7 separate regions of the Mus musculus genome follow, and all the other regions are linked to region 4. A link is a contact called in public Hi-C, HiChIP or PLAC-seq and Micro-C data. All regions are on one chromosome and are shown on one strand. Each heading gives the region's core, a stretch centred on a gene start, on an enhancer-like site or on the middle of the called end of the contact. The rest is flanking DNA. Distances are from core to core; before and after follow the strand shown. Region 1 overlaps Gm31838 (a long non-coding RNA gene). Region 2 overlaps Zmiz1 (zinc finger, MIZ-type containing 1). Region 3 has its middle 10 kb from the start of Gm41110. Region 4 has its middle 15 kb from the start of Gm32379. Region 5 overlaps Gm32008 (a long non-coding RNA gene). Region 6 holds the start of 4931406H21Rik (RIKEN cDNA 4931406H21 gene). Region 7 holds the start of Ppif (peptidylprolyl isomerase F (cyclophilin F)).

Evidence for each region. A called contact is a pair of places that touch in the nucleus more often than the background predicts. HiChIP or PLAC-seq counts read pairs in DNA pulled down with a chosen protein or histone mark.
Region 1: an H3K27ac HiChIP or PLAC-seq map of the NIH/3T3 cell line shows a contact between it and region 4, with 4 times the contacts expected there. The contact joins two enhancer-like sites. A contact is called at or near these places in 1 of 39 promoter capture datasets (the 3T3-L1 cell line), 6 of 484 Hi-C or Micro-C datasets (cerebellar granule neurons, cerebellum, cortical neurons and 2 more) and 4 of 115 datasets of contacts at active chromatin or transcription factors (the NIH/3T3 cell line, embryonic fibroblasts, fibro-adipogenic progenitors and 1 more).
Region 2: a Hi-C map of the N1E-115 cell line shows a contact between it and region 4, with 2.4 times the contacts expected there. The contact joins two enhancer-like sites. A contact is called at or near these places in 2 of 39 promoter capture datasets (the 3T3-L1 cell line and hippocampal neurons), 2 of 484 Hi-C or Micro-C datasets (the N1E-115 cell line and embryonic fibroblasts) and 3 of 115 datasets of contacts at active chromatin or transcription factors (double positive thymocytes, fibro-adipogenic progenitors and pancreatic cancer cells).
Region 3: a Micro-C map of palatal mesenchyme shows a contact between it and region 4, with 2.3 times the contacts expected there. The contact joins two enhancer-like sites. A contact is called at or near these places in 1 of 39 promoter capture datasets (the 3T3-L1 cell line), 3 of 484 Hi-C or Micro-C datasets (cerebral cortex, embryonic fibroblasts and palatal mesenchyme) and 1 of 115 datasets of contacts at active chromatin or transcription factors (the NIH/3T3 cell line).
Region 5: a Hi-C map of the N1E-115 cell line shows a contact between it and region 4, with 8 times the contacts expected there. The contact joins two enhancer-like sites. A contact is called at or near these places in 1 of 39 promoter capture datasets (the 3T3-L1 cell line) and 2 of 484 Hi-C or Micro-C datasets (the N1E-115 cell line and uterus).
Region 6: a contact with region 4 is called in an H3K4me3 HiChIP or PLAC-seq map of embryonic basal ganglia, with 3 times the contacts expected there. The contact joins the promoter of 4931406H21Rik here to the enhancer-like site in region 4. A contact is called at or near these places in 3 of 484 Hi-C or Micro-C datasets (large pre-B cells, myocytes and nephron progenitors), 1 of 115 datasets of contacts at active chromatin or transcription factors (embryonic basal ganglia) and 1 of 9 other capture datasets (embryonic stem cells).
Region 7: a Hi-C map of the N1E-115 cell line shows a contact between it and region 4, with 5 times the contacts expected there. The contact joins the promoter of Ppif here to the enhancer-like site in region 4. A contact is called at or near these places in 4 of 39 promoter capture datasets (the 3T3-L1 cell line, cranial neural crest and stem cell-derived epiblast-like cells), 2 of 484 Hi-C or Micro-C datasets (the N1E-115 cell line and muscle stem cells) and 1 of 115 datasets of contacts at active chromatin or transcription factors (bone marrow-derived macrophages).

Annotation. Positions count from the first base shown.
Region 1 is chr14:24,791,769-24,794,468 of GRCm38.p6, forward strand. All of the region lies in intron 3 of Gm31838 (a long non-coding RNA gene), which reads left to right. Among named protein-coding and RNA genes, the nearest start is that of Gm31838, 12 kb to the left of the region's middle. Within about 2 kb of position 1,328, at least 104 of the 459 cell types and tissues checked have an H3K27ac peak or open chromatin away from gene starts, as enhancers often do. A contact at or near this core is called in the NIH/3T3 cell line, cerebellar granule neurons, cerebellum and 3 more, where this site is marked.
Region 2 is chr14:25,515,945-25,518,644 of GRCm38.p6, forward strand. The region is part of intron 2 of Zmiz1 (zinc finger, MIZ-type containing 1); the gene reads left to right. Among named protein-coding and RNA genes, the nearest start is that of Mir3075, 17 kb to the right of the region's middle. Within about 2 kb of position 1,422, at least 190 of the 459 cell types and tissues checked have an H3K27ac peak or open chromatin away from gene starts, as enhancers often do. A contact at or near this core is called in the N1E-115 cell line, embryonic fibroblasts and pancreatic cancer cells, where this site is marked.
Region 3 is chr14:24,899,523-24,902,222 of GRCm38.p6, forward strand. No RefSeq gene overlaps it. Among named protein-coding and RNA genes, the nearest start is that of Gm41110, 10 kb to the left of the region's middle. Within about 2 kb of position 1,374, at least 54 of the 459 cell types and tissues checked have an H3K27ac peak or open chromatin away from gene starts, as enhancers often do. A contact at or near this core is called in cerebral cortex, embryonic fibroblasts and palatal mesenchyme, where this site is marked.
Region 4 is chr14:25,225,422-25,228,121 of GRCm38.p6, forward strand. No RefSeq gene overlaps it. Among named protein-coding and RNA genes, the nearest start is that of Gm32379, 15 kb to the left of the region's middle. Within about 2 kb of position 1,355, at least 221 of the 459 cell types and tissues checked have an H3K27ac peak or open chromatin away from gene starts, as enhancers often do. A contact at or near this core is called in the N1E-115 cell line, the NIH/3T3 cell line, cerebellar granule neurons and 10 more, where this site is marked.
Region 5 is chr14:24,823,102-24,825,801 of GRCm38.p6, forward strand. All of the region lies in intron 2 of Gm32008 (a long non-coding RNA gene), which reads left to right. Among named protein-coding and RNA genes, the nearest start is that of Gm31951, 5.9 kb to the right of the region's middle. Within about 2 kb of position 1,425, at least 48 of the 459 cell types and tissues checked have an H3K27ac peak or open chromatin away from gene starts, as enhancers often do. A contact at or near this core is called in the N1E-115 cell line and uterus, where this site is marked.
Region 6 is chr14:25,585,490-25,588,189 of GRCm38.p6, forward strand. 4931406H21Rik (RIKEN cDNA 4931406H21 gene) reads left to right here and starts at 1,315. Exons shown (of 1, transcript NR_033492.1): 1 at 1,315-2,700. The region is part of intron 6 of Zmiz1 (zinc finger, MIZ-type containing 1); the gene reads left to right. Gm32497 (a long non-coding RNA gene) reads right to left here. Exons shown (of 4, transcript XR_003951081.1): 4 at 1-2,700. RefSeq lists an enhancer at 1-2,700.
Region 7 is chr14:25,692,752-25,695,451 of GRCm38.p6, forward strand. Ppif (peptidylprolyl isomerase F (cyclophilin F)) reads left to right here and starts at 1,419. Exons shown (of 6, transcript NM_134084.1): 1 at 1,419-1,672. The coding sequence starts at 1,481.

The sequences.
Region 1 (2,700 bases), core at 78-2,577, 430 kb before region 4:
CCTTCTGTGGTCCACTCCAAAGAGGTTGGTGAAGACATGCACTCGTCTGGCCTCCATAAGGATCAATCAGAACTAGGACTGGTAGAGATGGCTGAGGATGTAATGGGCTAATAGTGCCTGTATCACTTCAAAGAGACACCTAGAGCCAATGGAGCACAGTGGAAGGAGGACAGGGAGCAGAAAGCCCTCTCATCTCCCCACTAAGTATTTTCAGAAGAGTGTCTAGGACATAGTGGGGCCTTGGGCCTGGTTACTAGTTGTTGGGTTGAGTTTACTGGTTGGCAATGTAGACCTATGTCTCCAGCTTTTGTGACCTTCTCTTTGTAGTTCTGAGAACTACATTTCCAAGGATCTTTGAATGAATTTTATAATATTTCAACAGGAGGCAATGGTGTAAGATTCAGAAGTGGAAAGGAAGCAGAAGCCATATCATTGTCCTCCTGCTAGAATGGGCAGATGGGTGGGACTAGGTAGATAGGATACTTTAAAGACACTAGAAGAGATGCTTGTAGTCCCCACAGCAGTGTCTGCTGGTCCTGCAACATCTTCCTTTTTGTACAGAACCTTTACACTTGATGTACCAGCACTGTTCATTTGTCTGTCTGTCCCCGGTGTTCTGTATCAGTTAGAAACCACCCTCCTACTTAGGTGTTGAAAGTGACAGTTATATACTTAACCCACCACACTGTGGATTGGACTGGAGCCTGGGCTGGGCTCCGCAGATTGCTTCGCTGGTCTTGGTGGAGCGCACTCACGCATCTGTATCTGTTTACAAGGTGACCCATCTGCTGATTGGTTGGATGGTCTCTCATTGCATAGCAGTAACTGAGCTTAGCCATGGGTTCATGCAGTGCACTGTGCAGGGTTCCAGGAGGGTTGGTGGGGAAATGTCAGGTCTCTTGAGGCTTCAGCTTATTAATAGTATGACATCTGTCATATTTTCTTAAGCAAGCTAAGTCACATGACCTACCCTCATCTAAACTCCCATCGTGTTAGGTACAGAACGGAGGGAAATCATGGCCAGTGTTACAATTTACCCACTTCTTATATTAAATCCTTTCCTGCTTGAAAGAGCTGGGTGGCTCCTGTTTTTCTGACAGGTACAGTATCAATGTACATCCAGACAGCAATCAGAGAGAGGAGGCAGCCCCCACCCCCTTCCCTCACTGTGATTTTGTTTTGTTTCAGTTACTTGTTGACTAACCATGTCCTGGAATTATTAAATGGAAAATTCCAGGCATAAATGTTTCAAATTGTGTGCTACTCTGAGTAGCATGAAGTAATCCTGCCATTGTGCTCAGTTCTGCCTGGGATGTGATTGGTTCCTTTGTCCCGCGTATCCACACTGTGTATACTACCCTCCCACTAGTCATAACCATCTCAGTGGTCACGTCAGCTGTTGCAGTAGTGCAGATGTGTGTACAAGAAGCGTGCGATGAGATGCCTTTGAAGAGGGAGAAGGACATATTAATGCCACCTTTGTTACATCATGTTAAACTGCTGCATTTTATCATTAGTTAATATTGTTAATCTCTCCCTGACTGGGCCTCACTTCATAGAGTCCCTTGCTTTTCTCTCCAAAGTGGATGAAGTTAAACTCATTGCGAACAGAGTAATGGTTGCAAAAGATGTTTGAATGAGTTCATGGCCATAGCCTGTGTTTGTGTAAAACCTCCCACCCAGGGGGCTGATGGAGCAGGGCCAAGGGGCAGGGATCTCCTGATGGGAAAGAAACTGGAAAGATGTTTGTCAGTGTTTCTCTATCCGCCCGAGTTCCCTGGAACATTTGGGGACGTACAGTTGCCAGCCAAACCTTCCATTTGAGGCCTCTGTGTTGGACTCACCCCAGAGTTTGGGAAAGGCCTAGAATTGCGAGAGCCAAGACAAACTGGAGGGCTGGCATTTCCTTTGCACTCCTCCCATCTGCCCTCTTGGCTCTGGGTGTGGTGAGGCCCTGTGGATCCTGGCTTGCATCCTCCCAGGCCTCATGGGCACAGTCTCTTGCAGGACCACTCCCCAGCTCCTCGTTACACCCCAACTCAAGCTGGCCGTGAGTCACAGGGATAATGAGCCCGTAAATAAATTCCTCCTGCATCAGCTCATAGGGCTGGAGGTTAGGCTGGGGATGTGGCCAGGGCAGGCACAGAGATGCAAATATCCCCTCTCTTCTCTCTAGGGCACACATGCAGAGGGTGCTGAAAGCATCAGAGATCCCTAGACTCCTCCATTGGCATCTCACACAGGGGGCAGAGAACCTGGATCCACACTTCTGTAGCCTGGTCTGTTTTCAGAGCCCAGCTCTGGGGGAGGTTGGCGTCTGGCATCCAGGCTCTGCGTATGCAGTAGGGTGTAACCAGGCAGGGTGGGGCAGGAGCTTCTGAGAATCAGGGGCTGGCTTCAGGATGGCTGGACTCTGCGACTAGACTACAAGGGAAGAGGCTGTAGACCACCACCAGAGGCTGGGGACCTGCTAATGCACATCAAAGGGCAGAAGCATGAGGTGGGGCCAGGGCTTGATTGGTAATCTTTTGAGACCCTGTCACAGCGCCTTTTGTCTCTGAACTGTGTGGAAGACAACCATTCTGCTTTGGTGTCTGGCTATGTTTGTTTATCCTTAGGTCCTTCCAGCAGCCTTTCTAAAACATGCTTGGAATAAAACCATGGAAGAGTTCCCTACATCAGTAACAACACCAGTACCGT
Region 2 (2,700 bases), core at 172-2,671, 290 kb after region 4:
GGCAGAGCAGGGGGCCTGTTCACTCGCTGAGGCGTTGGTGCCAGGTGGGATGAATCAGTGATGTCGTTCATGGATGAATGCATACATGAATGGGTATACTTAGCATCTGCCCTTGGTTGCTGCTGCTGCTGCTGCTGCTGCTGCTGCTGCTGCTGCTTTTGGAGTCTCTCCAGCTTCTCGGTGCGGTGGCCGAGAGGACTGGTCAGGGCACAGTGCCAGCCTGTCTGGGTTCCTATCCTGGCGGTGACCTTGAGCTGTTTTCTTCGTGTCCCTCTATGTTTCCTCATCTTTTAAAATGGGTACAGCGTGTACTTCCCAGGATGTCATGAGACTAAATGAGTCAGTTGACATAAAGTACTTAGAATGGTACAGCTAATGGCCCTAAGTTAGTCGGTATTAACAGTTTCGTTACCATGATGATGATTGGCAAAGTTAGGGAGAAGCTGGCTGGAGACTTGGAGTTCCTGGGAGCTGTGGAGTGTTACAGGTAGAGAGGTGTCACAAGTTGTAATTGGGAGCTTCTCGCTATAAGTATTTCTGGTCAGTCATTTAAAGAAGCCTCACCAGAAATGGGATTTGGATCCCTGAGGATCCAGGAGTTTGTTCTGATTTTTCTAACTCTAAATAGGCATTTACAATTTTACATATTTTTTCAAGAGGGCCTCCAAAATGCCATAAACTTCAGCTGTCATAGACCTGAACTACAGTTTGCCACTGTGCCTGTTTCTGTGTCCCCCTTCACTGGTCCCAGTAGGAGGCACTGTCCCTCTTATTCTTGACCATGTGGTGTGCCCCAGGCTGAGCATGGCCTGAAGGATTGATTCCAGGCAGCCCACAGGGGGAAGGGGCCCTCAGAACACCTCCTGCCGGGGATGCGAATCACACCAAGGCCTGGCGCTAGGCCGAGTTGCTGCTGCTTTGCTAAGCTGAGGGCCACTGCAAGCAGGCTGAGACCTCGGTACTCTCTCTCCCTCCTCCCCTGTGTATGCTCTGGTGCGGGCACTGGAAGGCAGTTAGGCTATGGGAAGCAGGTTGCTGAGTTGTTGGGTTGTCGTTGGAGTAGCTGGCTGTGTGCCCAGTTTGGTGTCAGGGACCCTGTGTCCTGTGTCAGGTCATTGGCCTTGCTCAAAAGGATCTCCCTAGTCACCAAGACCACAGGATTCTCACTTGAAGGCTAAGGAGAAGATGGTGTCAGCCCCCTTATCAGTAATCTCAGAGTGAGGTATAAAGAGAACTCATAGCTCGAGAGGGCAGGACAGATAGAACTGGCTTCCAGAGGCTAGGCCGTTAGCTGGGGAAGACCCCTGGGTAGGCACTATGGACACTTGCTGCCTCCACTGGCATCAGGGCCTCTAGACCCTGCTCTGAGAGGGCCATTTATAACTCACAGCTGTGCGGTCCTGAGCCCAACTGACTGTGGTAAACCGATCTGGCTTCAGGAAGTCCCAACCCAAGGCCACTCCCAACCCGGCCCCATGCTCTCCTCACCTCCTGACACCCACATCCTGTTCTCAGCAGGAAGGCAGGCAGTGGGGCCCAGCCAGGGTCTCCAGCTGCAAAGCCCCAGATGGCCCTAGAACTGTGAGGCCCTAGAACCAACACCATCGAGGCCTATCCCAAAGACAAATATATAGGGAGACCAAGGTCAAAAGAAGGCTGGGGCCTGTGCTAGAGTCCACAGAATCAAGGCTCAGGAATGAGGTTGTAGCATCAGGGGTATGCTTGGAGCTCCTGGTATGATCCAAAGAGAGATTGATGCTTCTAGCCCCTGCCAACGATCACCAGAGGAGGCTGATGGAAGAAAGAGGAGGGCTTCAGGGAATCCTGGGAAAGGACACCATCTTGGATCCCAGACTTCAGCATTGCCATCTTCATCCAGTCGCCTCATTCTCTAGAGGTTCTTTACCAAGCCCAGAGATTGTGTAGGGCTAGGCATGGGCTGGAGAGAGGCTGCTGCTGAACGCTCCCAGCACCCGAGACCTAGGCTTTGTCATATGCTCAGGGCAGGCACTAACCTCTCTGCTTTGTTTTCTCTGCAAACACTCTTCTGCCAAAACTTCACTGTAGTGAGTTTGTAGAAATTTGGCCCAAGAAACTTAAGACATTTGTGACTAGATTCTAAAATCAGAACCCGAAAGAACATAAATTTTGTTTTATTTATTTATGCTGTGTATTTATTAAAGAATAAGAGAAATGCATTAGAAATACCTAACTATCTGTGGCTCTCCTCTGCTACACACTGAGTCTGGAGGATGGGGAGGTGGAGACAGGTAGACAGGTAGCCCTGAGGCTCAGCAGCTGGCCAGTCAAGCAGAACTGGTGAGCTCCAGGTTCAGTGAAAGACCCTGTCTCAAAAGACCAATGTGGAAAACCAGGTGTAGTGGCAGACACCTTTAATCCCACCACTAGGGAGGCAGAAGCGGGCAGATCTCCGTGAATTCAAGGCTAGCCTGGTCTTCAGAGTGAGTTCCAGGCAAGTCAGAGCTGGTAAGACATAGTAAGACACCATGTCTCAAAAACAAACACATACACACACACATACACACACAAAGAATATGGAGAGTGAATACAGAAGACACTCAACACTGACCTTATGTGCACACAAACGCATACAAAAATTAAATAAGTAAGGCTCCATGGTTAAGAGCATATACTACTCTTCCCGAGGACCTAACTTTGCTTTCCAGCACTCACACTGCC
Region 3 (2,700 bases), core at 124-2,623, 330 kb before region 4:
TCTTTTGCAGTGCCCCAACACTTCTCAGAGCTAGACCCAAATCACTTAGGGAACATTTGTGCCTCAGTAACTTGTGAGACAACTGAAAAAGCAATGTACACAGACTGTAAGAAAACAGGAATTTAAATTACATTCCCTTTAAATTATAGACAAGCAAGTGGCACATCTATTTATGCTTTTTTTGTATTTTATTTTTGTTTGTTATTGTTGTTGCTGTTGCTGCTACTGCTGTTGGTGGTGTGTGTGTGTACATGCACGCACGCATGCACACACGCATGTGCATGTTCATGCATGGCTGGTGTGTAGAGGTCAGAGGATAACTTGAGTTATTTCTTATCTTCCACTCTTGCTCAGTCTGTCTTCTTATCAACCCAGGGCCGTCTGCCCAGGGGTTGCACTGCCCACAGTGGGCTGGGTCCTCCCACATCAGCCACTAATCAAGAAAATGCTCCATGGGGTTGCCGACAGGCCAATCTGATGCAGACATTCTCTCCACTAAGGTTACCTCTTCCCAACTGACCTAGCTTGTGCCAAGTTGACAGAAAACTAAACAGCAATTAGAGCGGCCAGAGAAGAATCTCTCAAAGTTGGGGCATCCTCAAAGGTCTCTAGTAAGATGGAAGATGGATAGCGTGAAGTCCCTTGAGCAAGTAGTTAGTGTCGCTTCAGTCCTGAGTTCTAGCCCCGTGAGCCCCCTTCCACAAACTGCTTTAGGCAGCAGTATGGCTAATAAAATATGGAGAGAGGTCTCTGGTTGGATCGCTGAGAAATGTCTCCCTCAAGCTACAGAAGTTCTGGTGCTGGCAGCTCCGGAGACTGTGACGGCACCCAGAACTGCAGCTGCCATTTTGACTCCGGCGAGGAAACAATTCAGACTACAGAGGGGGAAAAATGTAAGGTAGCTGGCTTCAGTGACATGCTTGAACACTGAGTCCTGGAAGTACCCATCTCTGGACTTCCTACTGTGGGAGCTGATACCTTTCCAGAACTTTCAAGCCCTGGAAATCTGGGTTTCCTGTTGACCACTACTCACCAGTCTCCTTCCGGGTAATCCAACAATGTACATTTAGGAAACAATTCTTTTTATTCAGAGTCTCTGAGGAAGCCCATGATTCTTGGCTCACCCTGGATCGGTGCAGTTTGCCAAATTCCCTTCTCTGAGGAAACCTTTTTTTTTTTCCATAGAACCCAATTATATCTCACAGAACACACGTGTGCCAAAAACCACACTTCTGAAAAGCTGCCTTACATCCCGTCTCAGCGGCCCCCAGCCCCCACCGGCCTGCAGAAGCCTGTGCACACAGACTCCCACCTCAGCACAGAGCCCACATGTGTTTCTGCTCAGTGGGGGAGACTAAACGGAGCCAGATGTACCTGGGCAGCCCACAGCAGAAGCAATGATTTAACATCCTAGGTATGTGGGGATTAGCTTGCCTCAGAGCTCCCATGGAGGGGAGGGCCTTGCTTGCTGGCCTGCTAATGGATTCAGCAGAGATGCCTCACAGGCCGGACACAGCGTGTGGCATGTTTTGTGTAACATGGAGTATGCACGACACGTTCTGCCCATGACTATGCTGGTGTATATGCCTGTAGTGGTGCGCAGTGGAGCTGCATCTGCAAGCACTGTGCGTATGACAGCTGTGGCCATGATGGCTGTGCTGTGACTGAGACGTTTTGATGAGTCTGTCCGTGGTAACTGTATTTTGTTCCTGGGATGACCACCACTGCCTTTCCATGGCTCCTGGAACAGGACCTGCTTTTTCCACTGAGGAGCCCTCTGGGAAGCTTCCCATCTGCCTTGTTCTTTCTTAGCCCCGCCTGAGGATCCCCGACCCCACTGGGTTGTGTTTTTGTTTTTGTTTGTTTGTTTTTACTGCATGACCAGCCATTTATGCAAGACCATGGTCATCCCTCCCAAACTGGAGCTCAGAGACCACTCAACACATGATTTCCAAATGGCATCCTTTGGGGTTCTTTGGTGTTTGCAATGTACTTGAGCCAGGCTTGTGTAGGGATGAAGAAGGCCAAGGCCCCTGTCTTAATCAGACCATGCTAGCCCTTGTTTATTCTCTCTATCCAGGAAAACCAGTTAAGCTACTGACTGGCTGTCCTGTATCTTACCACAGATGAGGTCTTTTCCCTCGGAATGTTCTAGAATCCCTGGAGAGTCGTGGGCCAATGGAGGGGGTCAGGCCAGGCAAGGGGAGATACAGCCCACAAAGTCAGCTCTTTATTCTCCCAGTTGGCTTTGCCTGGTGTGACCCAGGAAAAGGGGGCCTGCCCTGTGTGTCTGCCATGCAGTCGGGCAGCCACAGACAGCATGCTTTTCAAATTCTGGGCCCCTGGCAAGGAAGCAGGAGGCAGGCAAGAGCTGAGTACAACCTCGGAGGTAGCCTGGGTTTTATTTGCTCAGCTGTGGTCAAAGGCCAATGCTGGCCACCCACACCGGGCTCGGCAATTTCACCTGAGGACAACTGTACTTTTAACTCCCGAGGTCCTGTGATGCCAAGGGTATGGATTGGCATAGGTCCGGCAGTAGGTGCTTCTAGGGACTCCCTTAGGCACAGTGGACACATGCCTGTGGCCCGATACTCTTGGCACCCACCAAAACATAATGGTTTTATTTCTCTTAAAATGAAAAGAAGCAAATTAATTTTTGGATCAAGTCTTTTAGTAGAGCATGTTTTTCATCTCTGCCCT
Region 4 (2,700 bases), core at 105-2,604:
ATCCCAGAACTGCAGTGCTGAGGGACCTGGAAGAAGTCTTTGAAGTCTCCCTCATACGGAGCTGCAGAAAGAGGCTTGTTGTCTTATGCAGAGAGCAGTTGAAGATATCAAAGGGAAGATAGGATGTTAAATTTGAGTGATCAATGTTTAATAGTCAGGGTTGTAAGCTGTCACGAGGGATGCAGTGGGTGGGAAGCCTCACGTACTGTAGGATTTGAGATGACACTGCCCCGGGCTGTGGAGGAGCCCTCTGGCATCCCTGTAAATAGGGAGGACAGATCAAGAGGTACAGGGGTGAGCCCACACTCCTCTGCCTGGCTGCTTATGTGGGGGGCATTGCATAGAATAGGGATGTTTTGGGTGGAAGTAAACCCTCAGATTCTGACCAAGCAGCAACCAATCATACAAATATTGGTCTCTTCTCAACAGGACGGTTAAGGGCCCCCAGAAAGGTAGAGAGGGGTCCACCTTGGATTAAGGAGACCTGAGGATCCAGCCCTTGTCAGGGATAACTTCAACATTGCACTGAAACTTCTCTGGGCAGAAATAGGAGGCTGCATGGACTCTGGGAGAAATGGATGCTAAAGGGGGTGGGACCTTCCTCTGTAGGACAGTCTCAGGGGCAGAGCCTGCCCTTCTGGGTCTCCTAGCATCTATGATGTCTGTTGCCATTCACAAGAGCTTGGAGGAATGTCAGCTCCCTTGCTTTGTGATATCCAGACCCTAGCAGATGGGGTGAGCTCCCCCAACCCAGGCCCTCTGTCAGTCACCCTCACAGGTTGTTCTGTGGCAGGGAACACGGCTCCCTCTGGTCCCTCCCCTGGAGCTCATATGCACGGCTGTGGAGTGACAGGGCTGAGGACCAGAAGGAGCGAGCTCCCTAAAAGCTTTCTTGGCTGAAGAGCAAGAGACAGGCTGGGCTGTCCCCACAGGCAGCCCTCATCTGTTCCCAAATTCGGGCATCCCCAGAGAGCATCAGGAAGGGCTTGGAGGAGTGGAGATGCAGACTGACTGACAGAAGAACAAATCCTGAAACTCCAGCCCCTGTGCCTGGCTAGGCAGGGGCCTCCAGACCTCACATGGCTGCCTGCCACCTCCTGAGCAAAACACAATTTCACGACTCTTTGGGGGATAAAGGATTTTATTTACCTCTTTTCAAAAGCTTCAGAATTCTTCCTGAACATCAAATAACTCCTGGCAAACACATCCTGATGAGTAACACGAAGTGAAATAGAACCAGATGGGCTGACTCGCTCTGGGCTTGCGCGGGAGGGGGAAGGGCGGATCTCACTCACAGAGAGGCTGGGCTGTGGGCCACAGGAAGTGCATCAGGAGGGGGGCACAGCCTTCCAAGCAGGGAGGGGACAAAGTCCCCTGGACTTTGCCGGAGATGGAGTCACACTGCCTGCCATCTGGCTTTGTTGGGAAGAGAAAAGAAATGGGGTTTCCGGCAGCCTGTTGGTGGCACCCCAGCAGTGTGGATCATGCCAAGCCTGGCATCTATGGCACTTGGGACCCAGGGGACTCTGAGACATAAGCTCCTGTGATAGGGAGATTGGATGGCCAGTGTATTTAGAATCCTCTAAGAACCTCCTGAGGACTCCGCGAATTATCCAAACAAGAGTGCTCTCTCTCTCTCTCTCTCTCTCTCTCTCTCTCTCTCTCTCTCTCTCTCTCTCTCTCTCTTGATTTGGTTCCACTCAGCTGAAACACACCATTTCCCAGCCTCTTTTCAAGAGGAAGCACTGTAGCAGCCCTGACCAGTGGGAAGCAGCTAGTGTCTAAGCCACTCCTTCCTTGTGCCATCCTTGACCTCCAGGAGGGAGGCTACAGCTGGAGCTGGAGTTCCACGGATGAGATGAGCAAGTCTGGTGGGGCAGGGAGCCTGAACCGCACATGCTCTGTGGAGCCACTGACTTATCCTTGAACATCTCTGGCCTTGTGCCTATCCGTGAGGATGTGCTGCTGTGGGGTTAGGCAGACGATATTAGGGTTCTCTGGATCCTGACACCAGACCAGTGGCTCCAGTCCCAGGGAAGCAGTCCTAGCAATCCAGACTGCATCAACTAATCTCTTATGCTCCAGAGACTCCCATGCCTCATGTAGCTGTCCCAGTTGCCTTAGGGGTCTCCTGCCCAACTCCTTCAGGAGGCTCTTGCCACTTCCACGGCAGCAGAGGCCACTAGCCCCAGTGTTCAGCCTGCCGCGCCCCCCCCCCCCCCGTGACCTCTCCAGACGGTAGCCTGTCTTTTAAGAGCAGAATGTTAAAACTGAGGGTACCGACCCTCTAGCTTATCTGGGTGTGGTCATCTTAACATGGGGTTAGATAAAATGAAACTTGTGTGTGGCAAACCAGGCCATGTTAGTCACCCAGGGTGGTAAGAGAGCCACATGGGAACTTGGAAAGCTTATCCATTGATTTTTTTTTTCTGGCATGGACTTTAACGGCAGGATCTCTTAGATGACAAACATCTGAAGCAGAACTTTTACATGTAAGGCAGACTCTGACGGGCCTCTTCTGGGAAGTCCTGGAGATTCTGCAGAGCACTGTTGGAAGTCACCGTGGCTGAAAGCAAAGGAAAATGCAGACAGCTAGCAAGCTGGGCAGAGCTGGGAACAGCAGCAGAGTTTGACTGCTAGTGGTTCCCAGCTCCTCCACACCAAAGGCCCCAATATTGGACACATGCGCTTCTTCCAGCA
Region 5 (2,700 bases), core at 175-2,674, 400 kb before region 4:
TCGCCCCACCTCCAAACCAGAGATTTCTGTTCCCTGACCAAGATCTATGAAATTGTCACCCTGTGAACAATTCCTTGGCATTCAGAGTCAGCCGGAGGTTTTTAGAGGAACATTTGGGAGTGATTTGGGAAGTGTTGCTGTTCCCTTGTCCTTTGCGAGCGAGCTGGTGAAGCCAGAGCAGGGAGGGAAAAGCTCCAGAGCCATCCCTCCCACGCATCTGGGAAGGTAGAGCGGGCTCCACTGCCCCTGCCTCCCCCGGGCAGGATTTACAGCCCACAGCTTGCAGATGACTGAGGAGAATATGGAAAGCTGGGTAATGATGTGGGAGAGAACACTCCCTAGCGCTGACGTGGGCTTCTCTGCACCAGAGACCCGAAGAGTGTGTAATTGAAGCATGCGCTCTGGATGGTTACAGCAACCACAGTCTTCATGATAGTACCTCCAATCTCCCCTCAGCTCCAGGGGAATGTGGAGGCAGGAGCCAGAGCCTGGTGAAAGGCAGACCCTTTCACCATTGGACTAGGAGCTTGGACTTCTACAAGAACCCAGGGTCTCAAAAAAAAAAAAATCTACAAGGAAGACAGAGTTTGCCCTCAACATTCCCTTTCCACAAAATGCAGTCCTGATCGGTGGTTGGAATGTGGCGAAAAAAAAAAAAAGGTAGTCTGAGGGGAGATGCCAGTGTGAAGTCTGAGCATTAAGGATACACCATCTTTAAAACACTATCTCTAGCTATAAGTATGTCCTGGGATATTCAGGAGATCCTTGCATTTATTTTTAATGAATATGTTAGAGAATGACAGGGGTACATGAAGGCTTCTAGGGCAAGTGAGGGAGGCTCTGTCATAGCATGGCCTGTATCCATCTCGTGGATTTCTGTCCCAGAAGGCAGCTATGGGAACAGTGCAGTCTAAGCCCATGGGAGAAGAGGCAGGGAATGGAACTGGGGGTGCTTAGGTGAGCATCGATTCTCACCTTCAGGTCCCTAAAGGTGGAAGGAGAACATCCTAGCCTTTGAAAGGAGAGTTAAATCCGATGGGGTAGAATCCATGGGCATAGGTGGCATCTAACTCCTAACAGCTACTTACATTCATTAATATTTACTCTGTACTGGGCACTGTCATTATTGCTGCAGAGGATGCTGTCATTATTGCTACAGATACTGAGGCTCATTCTTGAGGCTTCCACAAATGACCACAAACTTGGTTGTATAGAAATAACAGCGTCTTCTCTCATAGCACCAAAGTGCCAACTCAAGTTTGGTATTAAGATTTCACTGCTGGGACTAAATACATGAAGAAACCAACTTAAAGGGGGGCTTGGATTACTGTGGATTGTGCTTGTACAACCATGGGTGGCTGGCTCTGTTGTCATGTGCCAGCGACTAGGATGAATCCCACGTGGTGGGAGAAAGCTGCTCTGTCTCATGGCAACTGGGAAACAAAGGGACAGAGATCAGAGAAAGGACCAGGCACAAAGGCAAGTGCACACTCCCAATGACCTACTTTCCCAGCTGAGGTACTGCCTCTCAGTGTCCCCAACTTCCCAATAATGTCATCAAATTAGGAGTCATCCATTGATGGGGTCAAGGTCCTCATGAGGTAGTCAGTTCCCCAAAGTCTCTAACCATTGCTTAAGGACCAAGCTTTAACAACTCATGACCTTTGTGGGTATAGGACAGCAATATCTTTGTGAACTTGGAAAGGGTGTCTTTCCTTGTTCTCCCAACTTCTGGTGGCTTACTGCAGTCTTTGGCTGTCTTTGGCTGTCCTTGGCTGCCCTTGGCTGCCCCTGGCTTGAAGTTGCTGCCTCTGTCTTCTCAGTGCTGGCTCCACCATGACTGGATCCGAACATCGAGCCATTCTGGTACCCTAGCATGACAGGGTCTCAGGATCCATAAGTGATTGACATTCCTGAAGACCTGTATCTCTATCCCAAACCATGTCATATCCACATATCCTAGGTAGACATTCATTTGGGGGAGTATTAGTGACTGAATGTTTCATATATTAAGATTCATACATTGAAGCCTCAATACCTAGTGAGATCATAATTGAATATGGGGCTTTCATAAGGTAAATTTGGGTTAGGTAAGGTCTCAGGGGAGACCTCTGGATGGACTGGTAATTTCATAACAAAAGGTTATACAAAGAAGCGTTCCTGTGACTACACAGCACACAGCCTGAGACAAGTATATTAGCCTGGGAACAAAGTCTACTCAGCATCACCTTGATGTTAGATTTCTGGTCACTGGCATTGCGGGAAATAAATCACATTCTTGAAATACAATCTATGGTTGTGTTTTGATAGCAGACTACACTAAATAGTAGGGACCTCTGTTCAACCACTGGTACAGAGAAGCCAGCAGCAGAAGAGACCAAAGGTTTTACCCCTTCCCCAAGGCCTCAAAAGGGTTCTTCATTTTTTAGCAGGCAAGGTGTTTCCCTCGGGATGGGCTCTCATATAGCCCAGGCTGATCTCAACCATGAAATGTAGACAAGGCTGATACTGAAACTCCCAGTCTTCCTTCCTCTATCTTCCCATTGGTATGATAACAGGCACTTACCATCATGCCCTATTGGTATGGATTTCTCTTGTGGGTTCCAGCTGGTTTTACTGATCTGGGAATCGGGTGATATGTCAGAATCTCTTTGAGTCTTGGGATTCCCCAGTAGCTCTTGGACCGTGCTCACTGTATTC
Region 6 (2,700 bases), core at 65-2,564, 360 kb after region 4:
ATGAACACATGTACCTGAGGAGTCCTGTGATGGTGGAGGGGTTTCAGTGCACAGAGACCTATAGGTGTTCACAGATGTGTGTGGGTTCTGGGGGTGGTGTATGACTGTTACGGAATGGCTGAGCAGTGTGTGCACGCGCAACTAGCTGCATCTATGGGCGCCTCTCCCACCCTTCTGCCTTCTGTCTCGCCTGTCAGGAGGCCAGGCTGGGGCCTGAGAAGGCCCTGCAATGAGATCATGTTGTGAGGGGAGATGCTTTGTCAAGAATGCTACCAAAGAGTTGGGCTGTGTGCGTGGTTGTGGCAGTGAGCAGGGTGGTGACGGTGAGCAGGCTCAGGCCTGGGGGCAGCACTGTATGGCACGAAAATGAGAGAGACAGAGACGGAATGCAGAGCTGAGCACAGCCCAGACACTACAGCAAGCCGCCCAGGCAGCCGCCTCCACGTGGGGCCCTCTGATGCCCAGCCCCCAACTCTTTGTTCTGCTGCAGCCTTTAGCCTCTGCGCGCACGGGAGCAGGAGCACGCATGCGCACATGCACTTGCATCCTCATCTTGAGGCTCCTGAGGGGCCGGCTGCACCCTCCCACACCCCCCACCCCTTCCTAGATAGAAGGTCACCTGCCCAGCCCCCAGCACCTGACACATCCCAGGCTCTCCTCCAAGGCTGTAGCAATGCCCATCAGCCCCCTCCACCACCGCATGCCAGCCCAGAGTAACTTGGCAGGCTGTACTGTAATGTCAGCCTCTTGGGCGCTCACTCAGTGGTTCAGCCTTCTGTTCAGCCTACATGGGAGCGAGAAACCAGGCAGTCGCCATGTCCGAGGGTCCCCAAGAGTTGCCTGCATGCCTCCGCTGGTGTCTATGCTTGAATAGATCTATGTAGCCTCAGCTGACCCTCTGAGCAGCCAGCACATGTTGAAATAGCAGAATAGAGAATGTCAGAGCCCAGAAGGTAAGCAGCCCAGGGACCAAAGGAAAGGAAGATGCGCCCCAAGCTATCCATAATGGGGCTGGGGCACAGGTGGGGGTGCCAGCTGCTTTTTTTTTTTTTTTTGTCTTCTTTTTTCTCCCTGGCATAGCCAATGCTTGGATGCTTGGGTGGTTTAAAGGGACTATTGGTAGAATAGGCACCCAGCTACTGTGGGAGGCATCAAGAATACCCAGGCCATCCTGACAGGCACCAGCAAGCTTTTGGAGAAGGGACCACAGGAGGCAGAGGAATGATTCAAGTGGGGACAGGCAGAGGGTGTTTGCCAATCTTAACACAGCCAGGCTGCCCAGAGCTGGCTGTGGACGTGGGACTGCTGTGTGGTTTTAGGACATGCCTGTTAGTTATGTGCACTTACTTGCTCTTCGTGGAGTAGCACCATCACGCAGATGTTCTGCATCCTTTGAATGGAAACCTTGGGTCTGCATCCCCAAGATGGGTAAAGTCTACTGGGTTCTCTGACCTCTGACCTCTGTTCTAAGCACACCTTCCAGTACAGCAGCCCAGGTCCCAGAACGGGAGTGGAAATAATGTCGCTTGCTGGCTTTAAGTCCCCAGATGCATGCCTGCTCTGTTTCCCTAATGAGTCATGTGCCTGTCAGATGTCAGCTGGTCTTAGTGGAGACACTGAGACATGCCTTGCCTCTCTCTGCCTGTGATCTGTGGAAGAGGCTCTTAAGAGATACTGGGTCTCACTCTAGAGCTCTCAGTTCAGGGATAGGGGCTGGAATGGGGCCTTCTACGGCACTAGTGTGGCAGCCCCGTAGTTAATTTGTCGTGGGGCTGGGATGGGACAAAGGCACCCAAAACCAGTCAGGTCATTTCAACTTCTACCAGCCAGGGCTCTTTACACCAGGGAAGGCCGGTCATATACCAGTGTCCCATTGCTGTGGAAACAAGATTTTTTTTTGCACTCACCGAGCTGCATGGTGACTCTGAGACACCTCCGTGGTGGACAGCACTTCTGGTCTCTCATAGTGTCGTGGCTGCTATCTCTACCTTCACCCTCCCCCATAGCCTTTCTCCACCCTCTCTGCCTCTGCCCACCCCAACAGAGCATTCAGCTGCCTTCCCTTCAGCATGGAGGACAAATAGCCCCATTCAGGGGCACCCGCCAGAGCTGTCTCTCTAAGACAAAGCTGTGTGCAGCTCCCCGTGAAAAACGGCTCTTGGCTGCCCAGCGAGCAGGCAGGATTGGTGGGTGCAGATTGCAGGGGATTTGTTAGTGGCTGCCAGTTCCCCCAGAGATAGCAGGAAGGCAAGGCCTTGTCCTTGAAACACCAGCCTGCCTGGCAGGCTGGGGCACCTTCTCAAGGCCAGGGACAGACTTCCTCCTGGACACCATCCCCACCCCCACCCCCATGTGAACTCTGCAGAGCTGGGCTGTGGGGGAGGGCTTGGCTTCCTTCCTTCTGCCGGGCCTTCGCCCCTCCCAGGCCAGATCCCATGGAAATGGCTCTGGATTTTACTGCCAGCCTGTGGGAACTGACTAACCATCAGATATGTGTTGTGGCCAAAACCTGTGTTCTCTGTGCCATGGGAGAGGTCACTGGGGCTCTGTTGTTAGCACACCCATTTACAGAGGAGGAAATCGAGGCTCTGAGAGGGACAGACAGACTCCAGCCCTATAGTTCTCAGTGCTAGTGACAGAATTTGCTTGAAAGCGAGTCCAGTTTGGGCCCCAGGAAGCTATCCCTCCTCCTGAGTGACC
Region 7 (2,700 bases), core at 169-2,668, 470 kb after region 4:
TGCCAATGGCTCAGGCAGAGCGGAGGGCAAGTGAGTTCCCCTTGCAGGCAGCTCCCTTTGATACACACTGACAAGAAAAGACGGGGCCCTATGTGGGGTTGGGTGAGACCCACCCTAGACTAGGGACTGGTATACAACCCATCAAGGCCAGTAGCACAAAGCAGAGAGCTGTGGACCATCACAAGAGGGTTCAGGCTGCCATGTGTGAGGCGGGGAGCATGCCCTGATTTCATAGACTACTTGGACCAGCATGGCTTCTCCACACACACACACCCCCCAACTGAATCTTGGGTGGGACAGGCCAGGCTCCCCGGCTCCTAAGGCTCTCAGCTCCTTTCCTGCTCCCGCCTCTCAGGACCTTGGGACCTTGCACTGGAGATTCCCCGCTATGCTCTGAGCACACAGTCTAGGCTATGCCCATCGCTGTTGAACACAGAACAGCATTTAACAGTTAACAAATGCTTCTCTCTCTTGTTTGTTTATCCTCAGAACAGGTATGAGTAGAAAGCAGGGTAATTTCTCATCGCTTCCTTGGTTGCAGGACTGGCTGAATCCAGCAGTAGGGAACCAGGGTTTTCTAGCCCTAGTTAGAGCCTTTTTCTCTTTCTGAGCCTCAGTTTCCTAACTGTGTTGGCTCACATGCTCTCGCTGGCTGGCATTCATTTGATTCCCAGGCTGGTGCTGTGCCCAGTGCACCAGGGTTTAAAGTCCTGCCTGTGGCTCTTCTGCAGGCTCCTTTCCTTTTATATCACACACTGCCAACTTCCTGGCATCCCTAGAGAATGGTTGCTTAGGAAGTTACCTGCAGGTGTGGTGCAGTTGGCAAGGAAGTTTATTCCAGGTGAATGTAAATCTAGGGGGCATTCCAGGGGGTGTAAATCTAGCCCCGCACTCTGCTGGCCTGGCTGGAGGTGGTGGGAACAGACAAGGGCTGTCAGAGTGGGCTGGGACTGAGGCCTGGCAGATGCACTATTGGTTCGGCAAACTGTATTTTCAGTCCTGGCGGAGGATCTGGTCTCTAGAAGCAAAAGGAGACAAACTCAGCCCTGGAGCCGGCAGCCTGAGGTCACCTTGTGGGTGTCTTAGACTGTATCTCTGCTTCTCTGTTCTTTCTGTTATCTCTCCCTTTCTGAGCCACCTCAGATTCCCCCACCTACACCCCCCCACGTCTTTCTGAATCTCAGGATCAACCTTTCTCTTGATCTAGAAGCACTTTCAAAGGACTTCCGGCTCAGTGTGTAGGGATGGAGGGCGGGGCACAACGCACGAGCCGATTACGCTGCCAGCGGCAACCGGCAGGGGACGCTAGCGAACAGGTTCCGAGGGGGCGCGGCGGAGGCGTGGAGGGGGGCGTGGTCTCGAAGCCAGCCGACCAATAAAGGCGGCGGCGCGCGGCCTAGGTATCGCTTCCTGGGTCGTACGACCTTGCCTGTGTCTGCTCTGAGTTCTTCCGCGCGCCCTCGCCCGACCCGCGACAGCGATGCTAGCGCTGCGTTGCGGCCCCCGCCTGCTCGGTCTGCTCTCCGGCCCGCGCTCCGCGCCGCTGCTCCTCTCCGCGACCCGTACCTGCAGCGACGGCGGAGCCCGCGGCGCGAACTCTTCCTCCGGGAACCCGCTCGTGTACTTGGACGTGGGCGCCGATGGACAGCCGCTCGGCCGCGTGGTGCTGGAGGTGAGGCTTGGACATTTGGAAAACCTGGACTTCCCGGGCCCTGTACTGTGCCTGGCACATCAGGTGACCTTGAGCCTCAGTTTCCCTCTCTCAGAAGAGGCGGCATCAGCTTGGTCCGTTCGGGGCTTTTCAAAACCCTGGGGGGTGTGGAGGAAAAGGTCAAGGTCAGATCGTACTGAGTGACAGCCCACTGACCGGCCTGGACCGACGTTGGGCTTCCTAGACCCTCTGCGTCCGAGGTTGGACCCAGAGCTCTGGGGTGGGTAGCTGAGGTCCAGGTGTTGCCAGGTGCTCACGTGGTGGCCTGAGCGCACTCCGGATCCGCCCCCAAGGCCTGGTTGCCTAAGAGGAGACACAGGGAATGCAAGTGAGAAGGTTCTGGCTGCCCAAGCCCTCTCCATTCCCTGAGATTTGACCCTTAAAAAGAAAAGTAGGAAACAGACACCAAGGTTATCAGGAGGCCATCCCAGGAGCCTTTAGGCTGTTCTGCTTTGAACAAAGGTACCAGTTAGACTGCCGATCTACTGGGGGAGGGGAGCTGGCATTTTTTATTATGCCTCATTTTCCTCGTTTGGAAAATGAGGAGTACCTCCCCAACTCTGTTTGGTGAAGAGGGATTCTTAAGAGAAGTTGAGAGGCATGAGGCAGGCTTGGATGACGGTCCCCTCCTTCCCTTCTGTGAGCCTCAGTTTCCCCCAGCACTGAGGAAGGTCAGCTAATTCTAATGTGATACTTACTCTTGGTCCAGGGACTCATGCCGAGGGCCTCCAGCTGACATTTCTGTCCCGGAAGTGGGCCAGGATGGCACTAGTTTCTTCGGATAAGAAACTAAGGCTGTCTCAAGCAAGCTTTGGTTGGGTTCAGGAAGCAGCTGGCAGAAACGATAGTGGCTTTGGCAGTTCCGAGGAGGGTTGGTGGTCATGGAAGGGAATGGCCCTGTTCTTCTTTGTCATGATGCCCTGGCCTCTGGGTGTGAATGGTGAGGGGGATCTTTTTTGCACCTGCTTCTGGACTGACCATCCTTTTCT